Regions from separate parts of the Sus scrofa genome. Here regions 2 and 3 are each linked to region 1. The links are chromatin contacts, called in public Hi-C maps. All regions are on one chromosome and are shown on one strand. Each heading gives the region's core, a stretch centred on a gene start, on an enhancer-like site or on the middle of the called end of the contact. The rest is flanking DNA. Distances are from core to core; before and after follow the strand shown.

Region 1 (4,078 bases), core at 615-3,114:
GGGCCAGGATGTAGGGGTTGTCAGGGTCACAAAAGACTGACGCCAAGACTAAGACTGACGCCAAGACTAAGTCCCAGGCACATTTATTATCCTCCAGAACACCAAGGTCTTCCCTTCCCGGGCAGTGCCACGGGAGGGCCAACCTTCAGGAGGCGGCCACGCTGCCACCCGAAGCAGGTCCGTGGGGCGGCAGGGTCATGGGCGGCAGGAACAACGCCTTCAGCTTGCCAGACAGGCTGGCGATCTCAGGATCCTGAGCTTCGTAAGATTTGACCAAGCGGGCAAACTTAAGAACACCTGCAAGGGGAGCAGAACGTCAACCCTCACCCCCAGGGGCTGGAGGAGCCCAGGACAGCAGGAGGGGGCAGCCCGAGTCACTAGCTGCTGCCCACCCCACCCCCCGGCCAGATAGCTAGCTGTCTGCAAAACAAGACTCATGCAGGTCTTTGCCCTGTGTGGTCTGGATCAACCCCTTCCCAGTCTACACTGGACACAACTGGCTGGGATGCAGTGAATGAAAATATCTCAAAGCAGTGTGTTCACCCCTATCACGTGAACCATTTTAACAATTTAGTCACAAGAGCACAAAGGATGCACATCAACCAGATTGCCAGTCCATAGCCAGGACAGAAGAGAGCTCTGGGCCAGCAGGGCTGAATTAATAAACACCCGGTTCAATAAACTGAACAGCCAACCCCGAGAGATCAGCTGGAACTGCTTGGAGGGGCTGCAGAAAGTTGCTGTCATGCAGACATCTCACTAAAAGCTATCAAAACGGGGTTAGGTTTCAGCTCTGCTGTGACCTGCCAACTTGGTTTACTACTACAGTCTGTTTCCTCATCTTAAAATGGGATAGCAATATAATTAATGGTAACTACAAAATGCACTTAAGACTTCACCTGGCTCAAGTTCACAGTAGACCCTGGGTTCTAAGTGCCAATACTGTTAGATTGTGGCTGCCGCCATGTGGCGAGAAAGGGGACGACGGCTCAGGGACGCGACGATCCATCGCCCTCTCCTCCACCCAGGCTACCTTCACTCCCCAGTCCGACCTACCTTCCCCGTCGCAGCTGAAGCCATAGGCTTTGATAACCTCCTGCTGAATCTGCGTGGCCACGGGCAGCACGAATTGCAGCATCTTACCCATGTCGTTGCACGCGTTATCACGAGCCTCGTCCATGCGCACGGCGTTCTCCGGGGCCGAGAACGCTTGGATCACCTCCGCCAGGACCACTGTGCGAAGGATGCAGCACAGGGCATCGGAACAAAGGGCACAAGGAAGAGGGCAAGGGAATTACTGGCCTGAAGCCGTAATAACCGAATCACTCGGCCCCCAAATCCCCCGCTTTAAGAAGCAAGGACCCCTCTTTGAAGGAGGATGGTACCGCGCGCCCCCAGTTCCCGGCGAATGCAGTCACATCTCTCGCCTGTGATTTCCTGCCCGCACCCTCCTCGGGCAGGAAGCCCACCCGGCAACTACCCACCCGGCAACTAGGAGGATTCTCACCCTTGGCCTGTTCCGCGCTCAAAGCAGCGGCTTGGGCCGAGGCGGACGCCATAGGACAAAAGATGCACGTGCAGCGGCGCCACGGAAACACTCCAGAAAAGCGAACCTTCTCCTAGTGCAGCTTCCCAGGCGGGTGGGGGTGGAAGGGAAGCTGTATCAGCTGAAGCCGGAAGCTTACTGATGGAGTCCCAACCTCCCCGCGCCCTCGGAAACAGGTTGAGACCTCGGATATTTAACTAAGACCAGTCAATCAGACACCAACTCGCTTACACCCCAACTCTTTCTATTGTTGAATACACTCTGGATTAAGGGTTTTCCGGTACAAACCGGAAAACCTGCTGGACAAATTCTAAAAGAGCTGTACACTACGAGAGCACAGCTCTGGCGAGAAGGCGGCATATCCGCAAACTCCACTATTAGTGAGGGTGAGTTCCGACCAGCGTTTCCTAATTCCTATTGCTGTACAAACAACGAGGCACATTGTAACTTTTAGAGGTGAAAACAGAATTCTAAAGAACTCTCTTAAACATTCGTTTCTAGAGTTTGGGAACGTTTGATACGAGTCTATGCAAATTACTTGATGCCGATTGGCTGAGAGCGAAGCCAGTCACTCCCCTTTTTAAGAACCGAGACGGGGCCTCGCGGCAGTGAAGACTTGACGCTAAAGCGGCTTTCGCGCTCTCCTAAAATGGCCTGGTGTAGGGGTGTGCAGTAACGCCCTATAATTTCCCTTCCCTTCAGGGCGTTAGAAATTGTCACCCACTCCCTCCTCAAACCTTAGAGCGCTTAAGACTTCAGGGTTCCAATTGCTTTAACCTATTGCAGCCACGCCCCCGACCCTCCAATTCATCAGTTTCTAACTCTTCTACGTTAAGAATTCAGGTCTCTGGCGGCTCCTAGCTGCGGGCACGGTGACAGAAACCCGTCTAAGCGGTTTCCTGGAGCAAGTCAGGGGCTTGCCTGTCGTAGGCCATCAGCTTCGTGACTGCCCACCATTGGAAGGATGGGACTCCACTCCAGCGGAGCCAGGTCTCCAAGGCCCTGGGCTCTTCCAGCTCCCCTCTCCAACTCTCCGGGGTCTCTATCCACTTCCGGACTAGCCTCCGGTAGTCCGGTAGCTTTCTCTCTAGGCGCTGGGCCGCCGCTGCCCAGAGACCCACATCACCACCCCGGCCCCCCATACCCCACAAAGAAACAGCCACAGCCATCTTCCTGGGGAGTCGTGAGGATGTTTTTGTTTGGTTGGTTTTGTTTGGGATATTTTTTAAAGAGCATCATATAGATATTTATATATATAAATTATTAATGTGGGGGAGGGGCAGGGGCATACATCGCAGTGGGAGCGCGCACACGGGGACTGGGGAGGGGCAGGGCGGCACACGATGCTACGCAAAACAGCCACATCTAACAGATGAAATAATCACACCAACGGGGTGGGGGAGGGGCGGTGGCCGCGGGGACGGGGGCGGGGGCGGGGAGGGGGGGGAAAGCCGGGGGACAAGGGAGAGGGAGCGGTCCAAGAAACTGTGCGCTTTCTGCCCCCACCCCCTCCACCTCCCCACCTCCGCACGCACATCACAGGAGCCTTGGCCTTCCATCTGTCCCTTCCTTCCTCCCTCTAGCCCAGAAGCCCCAGGCCCTGGGGCTGAGCAGCACCCCCTCTCGGCTGGGTGGCAGGCGGGGAGGGAGGCCTCCAGAGTCCAGATGCAGGGGCCGCGGGTGCTCTCTTGGTCGCAGGTTCTACAGCGGCTTGTCGCTTTCCTTCTTCAGGTGACTGGGGGAAGAGGGGGTGCAGAACAGGGCCTGAGAGACTGAGACCCATCCTGACCCGACCTCTCTCACAGAGGATGGTGGGGGAGGGGTTCCCTGCCTCGGGGGCCTCACCCCATCCCAGACGGGCTAAGTAGCATCCCATTGGCCTGGCCTAGGGTGCCCTGTGGTACCTGTAGTAATCCTCCTGGGCAGGCAGCGGCACACTGTGCAGTGGGTGATGGGCGTGCAGCCACTGCTGCTGCTCCAGTGCCAAGCGCTGCAGCTCAGCGGACTGCGCGTGCATGGCCTGCAGCTGGTGAGCTGCTGACATTGGGGCAGAGAGGGAGGCTGGCAGGTCCCGGTAAGGAGCAGCTGTGGGCAGGAAGGGCAGGGGGCACATGACCGGCAGGGCCAGGAGGTAGCTGGCCCCTTGACACACAGAGGAAACAGACACTAAACAACTTATGTGACAGCCAGTCCTGCAGGAGCCCTTAGCCTGGCCCTAACCCTGCGCCCCTCTTGAGCAGGGCCTCAGCTCTCCTATTCCCATTCCCAGCTCCTCTGGACACCGCCTCACCTCTCCCCAAGTCCAGCAAGGCCAGTCCCACCGGCTAATTTCCTCCTTTCTGCCCTTCACTCAGAAATCCCCCCCACCCCCAACCCCCATCCTTACCAAAGAGCTGGTGACGAAGAACTTCGTTCTCGTGCAGAGGGTGAGGAAGAAGGGGGTTGGGGAGGGTCCCAGCTGGGTAGGGGATCCGGGTAAGGTGAGACCCTGAGGCCAGGGGGTCAATGAGAGGGTGCACCGAGGCAGAGGCT
Region 2 (4,078 bases), core at 1,016-3,515, 160 kb before region 1:
CACATATATACAATGGAATATTACTCAGCCATAAAACAATATGTACATATATATAATGGAGTATTATTCAGCCATAAAAAGAATAAAATAATGCCATCTGCATTATTATTACATATATTATTATATACATATGACATAGATACATACAAGTGTGTATATATACAATGGAATATTACTCAGCCACAAAAAAGAATGAAATAATGCCATTTGCAGCAACATGAATTGAATGGACCTAGAGATGATCATACTCAGTGAAGTAAGTCAGACAGAGAAAGACAAATATCATGTGATATCACTTACAGGTGGAATCTAATAAAAATGATACAAAAGACTTATTTATAAAGCAGAAACAAACTCACAGATTTCAAAACCAATGTAATGTTTACCACAGGTCAAACCATTGTGGGAGTGAGGAATTGGGAGGTGAGAATAATATATACATACTCCATATAAAATAAATGATTAACGAGAATCTACTGGATAGCACAGGAAAATCTACTCAATAGTTTATAATAACCTATATGGAAAAAGAATGGATAAATTTATATGTATGACTGATTCACTTTGCTGTATACCTGAAACCAATTAAACACTGTAAGCCAACTATATGCCAACAAAAAAAATTTTTTCAAGAAATAAATCAGTAAAAGAAAGAAGAAAAGAAAAGTGTGCTAGAGGGTTAAGAACCCAACATAATGTCCTGAGGATGCCAGTACGATCCCCAGCCTCGCTTGGCGGGTAAGGATCCAGCATTGCCACAAGCTTCAACACATGTCATAGATGGCAGCTTGGACCTGGTGTTGCTGTGGCTGTGGTGTAGCCGGGCAGTGACAGCTCTGATTCACCCCCTTGCCTGGGAACTTCCATATGTCGTAGGTGTGGCTATAAAAAGATAAGAAGTAAGAATGAAAAGTGTGTTAGCTGCCCCTCAAACTTGCCCCCTCCCCAAGGCTCCAGAGCCCAGTTCCTCAACCCCTCATTCTCCCTACTCCCCACTCCCAGCCCAGGAGCCCCTGTGCCATCTGTAATCCTCTGGGGAAACTCTTCTGCTTCTCCTGCCCAGGCTACCTACGCCCTGCCAGTGGGAGACGAGGCCCCAGTACAGGGAGGTGGTGCTGAAACTGGGAGAGGGAGCATGGCTGTCCCAGCCCCGAGTGGGGTTGCAATGACCAGCTTCATACAGGGCCTGCGAGTCGTGCAGTCTCTCTGCCCCGACCCCAACACTCACGGCAGGTGCACTATCCCGGTGGGACCATGACAGGCCCTTCCAGTCAAGGTGTTAGATTCACCTTGGGGACCCCATCCTGGCCCTGGACTGCTCCAGATTGCAGCTACAGGTGTGGTCACTGCCTCTTCACCCTCTTGGCTCCCTGCCCTCTCTCCTACCCAGCCTCCACTCAGCCCTGTAACCAACCCCTGTTCATTTAGAGTGACCAACTGTCCTGGTTCACCCAAACTTTCCCAGTTTTAAAACTGAAAGCCCAGAGTTCCCATCATGGCTCAGTGGAAACGAATCTGACTAGCATCCACGAGGACTCAGGTTCAATCCCTGGCCTTGCTCAGTGTGTTAAGGATCCGGCATTGCCATGAGAGTGGTGTAGGTCACAGAGGTGGCTCAGATCTGGCGTCGCTGTGGCTCTAGCGTAGGCCGGTGGCGCCAGCTCCAATTGGACCCCTAGACTGGGAACTTCCATATGCCAAGGGTTTGGCCCTAAAAAGACAAAAAAAAAAAAAAAGATAAAGAGTATTCTGGGGAGTTCCCGTCGTGGCGCAGTGGTTAACGAATCCGACTAGGAACCATGAGGCTGCGGGTTCGGTCCCTGCCCTTGCTCAGTGGGTTAAGGATCCGGCGTTGCCGTGAGCTGTGGTGTAGGTTGCAGATGCGGCTCGGATCCCGCGTTGCTGTGGCTCTGGCGTAGGCCGGTGGCTACAGCTCAGATTCGACCCCCTAGCCTGGGAACATCCATATGCCACGGGAGCGGCCCAAGAAATAGCTAAAAAGACAAAAAAAAAAAAAAAAAAAAAAAAAAAAAAAAAAAAAAGTATTCTGGAAGACTGGGTAAATTAGTTCACCAAAGCTAGCAAGACAGGGAGAAGGTACGCCCTGGTGGGGGAGTCCCTAACAATCTCATTAGACACCCATGGAGATGGCACAGTGATGGCACAGTGATTGCCTCTAGCAATTTCTTCAAATAAAGTAAATTAGGGTGGGTAAAAATAAATTAATTAGTCACCAGTACTGTTAGGGCTGATAGTGGTTGGATGGGTGTATGATGGAGAGGCTATAGTCACAGAGGCAAAGAACACAACACAGGACCCCTGAGCCTTATTATGATCCAGTGGCTGGTTCATCACGCCTCCTCCAGGGGCTGATCCCCCAAGCCGTGCCATAGCTCCTTTGGTTCACTGGCAGTTCCTGACTTTTACCAGCAGGTGGCAGTAGAACACTTCTGCCTCTGGGGCTCCATCTGCCGCCTCCTGCTGCTGCAATTTGCACCCAGTGGCCCAACCCGGCCTTGGAAGGGCCATCAGACTTCCCTCCCGGGGGCCAAGCCGCCCACAGTCAGCTTACCTGCTCTGACACCCAGGGAGAAGACAGGACCCCGGACCCTGCATCTCCAGATTTCCAACTCTAGGCAAGGTGGAGCCGCCCGGACCAGGAATTGCGGAGGGGTCCACGTAGGTGAATTCCACTCTCCTTCACAGAGTCTTTCTCCACCACCTCATTTCCATGAGTTCGGGTCCTGTCGCTTGGTCATGGCCATCGCTCTTGTCCCCAGAACACCAGGCCTGGAAAGGAAGGGCCGTGACAGAGACAACCACAGGCTGGGGGAAGACGGGGACCATAAGGAAATGGAAACAGAGGGGTTTCCTAGTGGGGCTGCGGGGTAAGGATCCAGCATTGTTGCTGCAGTGGCTCGGATTGCCGCCATGGCGTGGGTTCAATCCCTGACCTGGGAACAGGTGCAGCCAAAAAGAAAGAAAAGAGAAAGAAATGGAAATCGAGTCTTTGAAACAGAAAAGCTAAAAAAAAAAAAAAAAAAAAAAAATTGGCAGCTGGCATGACCCCCACAGCTCATCCTTCAAGTTAAGTCTGGGTGTCTGTGGGTGAGAGGGCTTCCAGGTCTCAGATGTACCAAGCCTCAGTTGGGGTAAAACCTATCTCCAGTATTTCAGCTACCCCTGAGCCAGACAGCAAATGGAGATTTGCTTTTTAAATCCATGCTGACAACCACTATACTTCCAGGAACTTTCTGTTCCTCCTGCTTGAGGAGACTTCCCCAGCCACAGTCCCGTTGCCTTGCTGGGGCCAAGCCTGTGCACTCGCCCTGCAGTGAAGGAAAGTGTCTCCCGACTGAAGATGAAAAACATAATATGTTTTGTATCCATTTAACTGTCTCATTTCTTTTGTACATGTTAAGCTTCTTAGACCAGCCTTTTTCTTCCCCCTCTAAATACTCGGTAATAAAAGGCCGGTGCTTGGTTTGAAAAAGCAAGCCCCACAAATGCTCTTGAAATAAATCTCCAGAAGATGACAGGGTAATCCTTCTTATCCTGGAGCTGCAGAAAATCAGCCATGATTCTGCTTCACAGAGTCAATTCTGATAAAGGGGTGACTCAAGAACATTCAATCTCATGGGTGTGAAAATAGATAATCCTGTTCTATGTTATACTTCTATCATCTTTGGAAGTGTAACTTGCACAAAGGAATCTTAAGACCGTCAGACCTCAGAGATGATTGCTATTTGATCAGCGCAATGTCATCCATCAACCGTAAAAGGCTGCAACTCTGGTTGGCCATTGATAAATTTATTACTTTGAAAACTATATATGTGTATATATATATATATATATATATATATATATTACCTTTTTGCCATTTTCTTGGCATATGGAGGTTTCCAGGCTAGGGGTCCAATCGGAGCTGTGGCCGCTGGCCTACACCACAGCCACAGCAACGCCAGATCCGAGCCATGTCTGCGACCTACACCACAGCTCACGGCAACACCGGATCCTTAACCCACTAAGCAAGGCCAGGGATCGAACCCACAACCTCATGGTTCCTAGTCGGATTCAT
Region 3 (4,078 bases), core at 727-3,226, 140 kb before region 1:
GGGGAACCCTCCAACCTGGCTTGACACTGCCTCTTTCACATGCCAGCTCTTAAACTCCATTCCGTGATGACCTGGTCACTGCCAAATGGGGAGCTGCCGCATCTTCATGAGCCCACTGCTGGGGAAAGTGCCTGGCACAAGAAATGGGCAGCTACAAGTGGATAAGTGAGCCGGTGGGTGGGTGAAGAGATGGAGGGATTAGTCTAGTAGGGGAAACAAGCAGGAGTGACTACGAGGCCTGAGAATTCAGGAGCCTGTTCTGCCATCTGAGCCTCCCTGTGGAACACAACACCATAGGGTATCTGAGCCGGGCAGAGCTGAAGAAAGACTTCCCCAAAGAGCAATCTCTCTCTCTCTCTCTCTCTCTCTCTCTTTTTATTATTTATTTATTTATTTTTTGCTGCCCCTGCAGCATGCAGAAATTCCCTTGCCAGGGATCGAACCCGAGCCACAGCAGCGACCCCAACTGCAACAGTAACAACCCTGGATCCTTAACCCCCTGTACCACCAGGGAACTCCAGAGCAAACTTTTAAAACAGAACACAATGGCCTGGAGGTCAGGCGAGACAAGGGCCCTTCCTCCTCTGGTGGGCCTGGCTTCCTCTCAGAAAGACCGAGTCTGTCTCCGCCCACAGCCACACTGTTTGCCAAGCCCTTAGGCAGCTGCAACCCTTAGAGGTTCGAACTCTTGACCAGAGGCTGAAGAAAAAAGGATGTCTCAGACTTCCCATAGTGGCTCAGTGGTTAACGAACCCTACTGGTATCCACGAGGATGCAGGTTTGATCTCTGGCCTTGCTCAGTGGGTTAAGGATCTGGCATTGCCATGAGCTGTGGTGTAGGTCATAGATTCGGCTCAGATCCCAACTTGCTGTGGCTGTGGTGTAGGCTGGCAGCTGCAGCTCCAACTTGACCCCTAGCCTGGGAAACTCCATGTGCCACAGGTTCAGCCCTAAAAACCAAAAGGCAAAAAAAAAAAAAAAAAAAAAAAGATGTCTCTATCCCCTCCTTAGACAAGTTCATGGGCAGCCATGAGTGCATTTTTCTCTTTAATTTTTAATTTTTTTATTTTTATTTTTTCGTCTTTTTAGGGCCACACCCATGGCATGTGGAGGTTCCCAGGCTAGGGATAAAATCGGAGCCACATAGCTGCTGGCCTTAGCATCACCGGATCCAAGCTGCATCTGCAACATGCTGAAGCTTGCAAGAATGCTAGATCCTTAACTCACTGAGCAAGAGCAGGAATCAAACCTGCATCCTCATGGATACTAGTAGGGGTCCTTTGTTTGTTTTGTTTTGTTTTGTTTGTTTGTTTGTTTGTTTGTTTGTTTTTGAAGAAGACAAACTTGTTTATAAATTCCTGCAGTGATCTTGGGCTGAAGTTTCCAGTAAGGCGAGGACCATAGACCCAACAATGAAGAAAGATGCAGGTACAAGACCTAGTCGGGTTCTTAACCCACTGAGCCACAACGGGAACTCCAGGCCTGAGTGCACTGAGGTGGAGAGGAAAGGTCTTAACACAGACTCCAGTGCTGCTTTGGGGTCCCAGCGACCCCTGTTCTGTGTCACTGAGGAGTGAAGGAGATCAAGATCCCAGGGCAACCAAGCTTCATTCCACTGTGCCCTCCTGCACTGCCCAGCTCTCAGCCTTATTCCTGTCGCATCATCCTGGGCATTGAAAGCCTGGCCATGCCTGGACCATAGCAGCTGGTTAGCTGGGTAACTTGGGCAGGAAGCACAGGGTTAAAGGAGAAGGGCGGTCCAGGAAAGAGAGTCCCTCTCAACTGCAATTTCCACTGGGTAGGAACCCCCGAAACAGAGCAGCAGTGCCTAGAGAGGTGAAGAAAGGTGAAACTCCCATCAGATGTGGAAGTGAAAGTCTGGGCCTCCCACCAAAGGCTTTCCAGTCCCTTAAAACTGCAGACCCATCTCTAGCCCTTCCCCACATGGCCAGCAGGTGGCAGCACCATCAGGGATTTCAAAACCAAAACTAAATCAAATTGGAAACAGACTTTTTTTTTTTGGTTTTGTTTATGCAAATAGTTAGTTCCTTACAACATTTCTCCCGGAATGGTCCCCCCCCTTCCCCCTCCACGGTCATTCCCTCCCCCTTCTCTCCTCTGCATGACTGCGCTCTCCCTGGACACAGAGTGGATGAAGCCGCTGCAGGAGAACCAGGGATCCCCAGAGAGGCCTTGAGAAATGTGAGTAAGGTTGATGGGGACCAAGGAGGGAGGGAGAAGCCAGAGCGGAGAACCCCGGGCACGGGAGGTTTATTCCTGCTCTCAAATTCATTCAGGGAGGTGGGAACACCCTTCCCTTCCCCATATACCTTATCCGTTCCGATGCACACACGCGTGCACACAGTCCAACACGTACCCCCCATCCCTCCTCCTGGGGATGAAAGGAGACCCCAGACCTAGAAAGTGATGTCCAGTGCCTTCCTCCTCCAGCTCATAGGGAACAGTGAGATGGACGGAACCCACTCTGCCCCAGAAGGGGGTCCTGTGCCCCCAACGCCTCCTTCCATAGGTGGTTTCTCCCAGAGGCCTTTGCTGAACCTTTGGAAGCCCTTTCAGGGAGCCATGACGGGAAACCCTCACCCTCAATTAACTGGTCCCAAGCCAGCCCTATTCCAGGAAGGGGAGGGGAGGGGAGGGGAGGGATGGGTCAAGGCAGGGGAGGAGGATGAGGAGAGAGGTGGAGGGAGTGAGATGACCTCTGGACTGGACGCTGCTCTGGGGAGGAACAGCCAGGGCAGCAGCTGACCAGCCTCCCCAATCCACCCTCCCCACCCAGAACATGTCGGTGAGGTCTAGCCTGGACAGAGAGGAAAATGACCATCCCATCCCCCCCTGCGACCACTGCCCAGGTAGCAAGGGCACTTGCTGCACCCCTCCAGCCCTATAGACACCATTTTTCTTTTTGGCAGGTGGCTCGTATACCTCCTGGTGCCAGGCCTGTTCTACAGCTTGGGGGGCACCACGCCCCTCCCTCAGAAGCTCTTTGGGGAGGTGACATCCCCTCGGTACCCCAAGCCTTACCCCAACAACTTTGAGACAACCACTGTCATCACAGTCCCCACGGGATACAGGGTGAAGCTGGTCTTCTGGCAGTTTGACCTGGAGCCTTCGGAAGGCTGTTTCTATGACTATGTCAAGGTAGGGGGTCCGGTCAGGAGGGCAGAGAGAGAGTTGGGGGTCTCTGGAAGCTGGGGACTTGTGCTCCAACCCCCCTGGACACACTCCCCACCTGGGGACACAGCCCCAAGTCTGTAAAAGCTGAGAGTCACGTGGAGTTCTGAGTGTCAAGCGATGCCACGGATGGGCATCCACTGGTTTAGAGACTCTCGGTGGGCACTGAGGGGAGAAACACAGAGGGAAGGAACCAACCCCAGCCTCAGGAAATATCCTGTCTACAGGAGTCAGAAACACCTGCCCCATCTGCTTACTCGCGTGTGGGAGTCTTTGGGAAACCGCTGTGCCTCAGTTTCCCTGTTTCCATGGAGAGTATCACCGTGGCTCCCTGCCTCACCAGGAACACAGGGACAAGGGGAAGGGAGCGGTGCATGGTGGTGGCTCAAGCAGAGCCTTTATTGGGGACAGTGGGCTCATCCCCTAACCCCTGTAATGACTAAGGGCCCCATCCTAGACCCGTCTTTCTACATCCAATAAAAATGAGACTCTCGGAGTTCCCAGTCATGGCACAGTGGCTAACGAATCCGACTAGGAACGATGAGGTTTCGGGTTCAATCCCTGGCCTCGCTCAGTGGGTTAACGATCCGGCGTTGCCGTGAGCTGTGGTGTAGGTCGCAGACGCGGCTCGGATCCCGAATTGCTGTGGCTCTGGTGTAGGCGGGTGGCTATGTCTCCGATTCGACCCCTCGCCTGGGAACCTCCATTTGCCACGGGAGCGGCCCTAGAAAAGTCAAAAAGACAAAATAAGAAGAAGAAAAAGATTCTTGATTCAGGATTCAAGTAGAGCCTACATACAGCCCATAAATACTATGCCCAGGAGAACCCCTGGAGATTATAAGAGAAGAACATGAACAGGATGTGTTTTCCTAGCCCAGAGGACTTG

What was found. A called contact is a pair of places that touch in the nucleus more often than the background predicts.
Region 2: a Hi-C map of embryonic fibroblasts shows a contact between it and region 1, with 5 times the contacts expected there. The contact joins the promoter of C1RL here to the promoter of C5H12orf57 in region 1. A contact is called at or near these places in 2 of 5 promoter capture datasets (fetal skeletal muscle and liver), 19 of 47 Hi-C or Micro-C datasets (brain, embryonic fibroblasts, epiblast stem cells and 12 more) and 2 of 2 datasets of contacts at active chromatin or transcription factors (alveolar macrophages and skeletal muscle).
Region 3: a contact with region 1 is called in a Hi-C map of embryonic fibroblasts, with 4 times the contacts expected there. The contact joins the promoter of C1R here to the promoter of C5H12orf57 in region 1. A contact is called at or near these places in 5 of 5 promoter capture datasets (fetal liver, fetal skeletal muscle, liver and 1 more), 16 of 47 Hi-C or Micro-C datasets (blood, embryonic fibroblasts, epiblast stem cells and 8 more) and 2 of 2 datasets of contacts at active chromatin or transcription factors (alveolar macrophages and skeletal muscle).

The regions. Positions count from the first base shown.
Region 1 is chr5:63,779,443-63,783,520 of Sscrofa11.1, forward strand. It overlaps C5H12orf57 (chromosome 5 open reading frame, human C12orf57), which reads right to left and starts at 1,865. Exons shown (of 3, transcript NM_001243445.1): 1 at 1,508-1,865; 2 at 1,057-1,233; 3 at 68-297. The coding sequence starts at 1,559. The coding sequence ends at 146. It overlaps ATN1 (atrophin-1), which reads right to left. Exons shown (of 10, transcript XM_003126540.5): 8 at 3,933-4,076; 9 at 3,451-3,631; 10 at 2,722-3,281. The coding sequence ends at 3,248.
Region 2 is chr5:63,621,133-63,625,210 of Sscrofa11.1, forward strand. It overlaps C1RL (complement C1r subcomponent-like protein), which reads left to right and starts at 2,266. Exons shown (of 7, transcript XM_021092409.1): 1 at 2,266-2,679.
Region 3 is chr5:63,642,121-63,646,198 of Sscrofa11.1, forward strand. It overlaps C1R (complement C1r subcomponent), which reads left to right and starts at 1,977. Exons shown (of 11, transcript XM_021092408.1): 1 at 1,977-2,202; 2 at 2,931-3,159. The coding sequence starts at 2,201.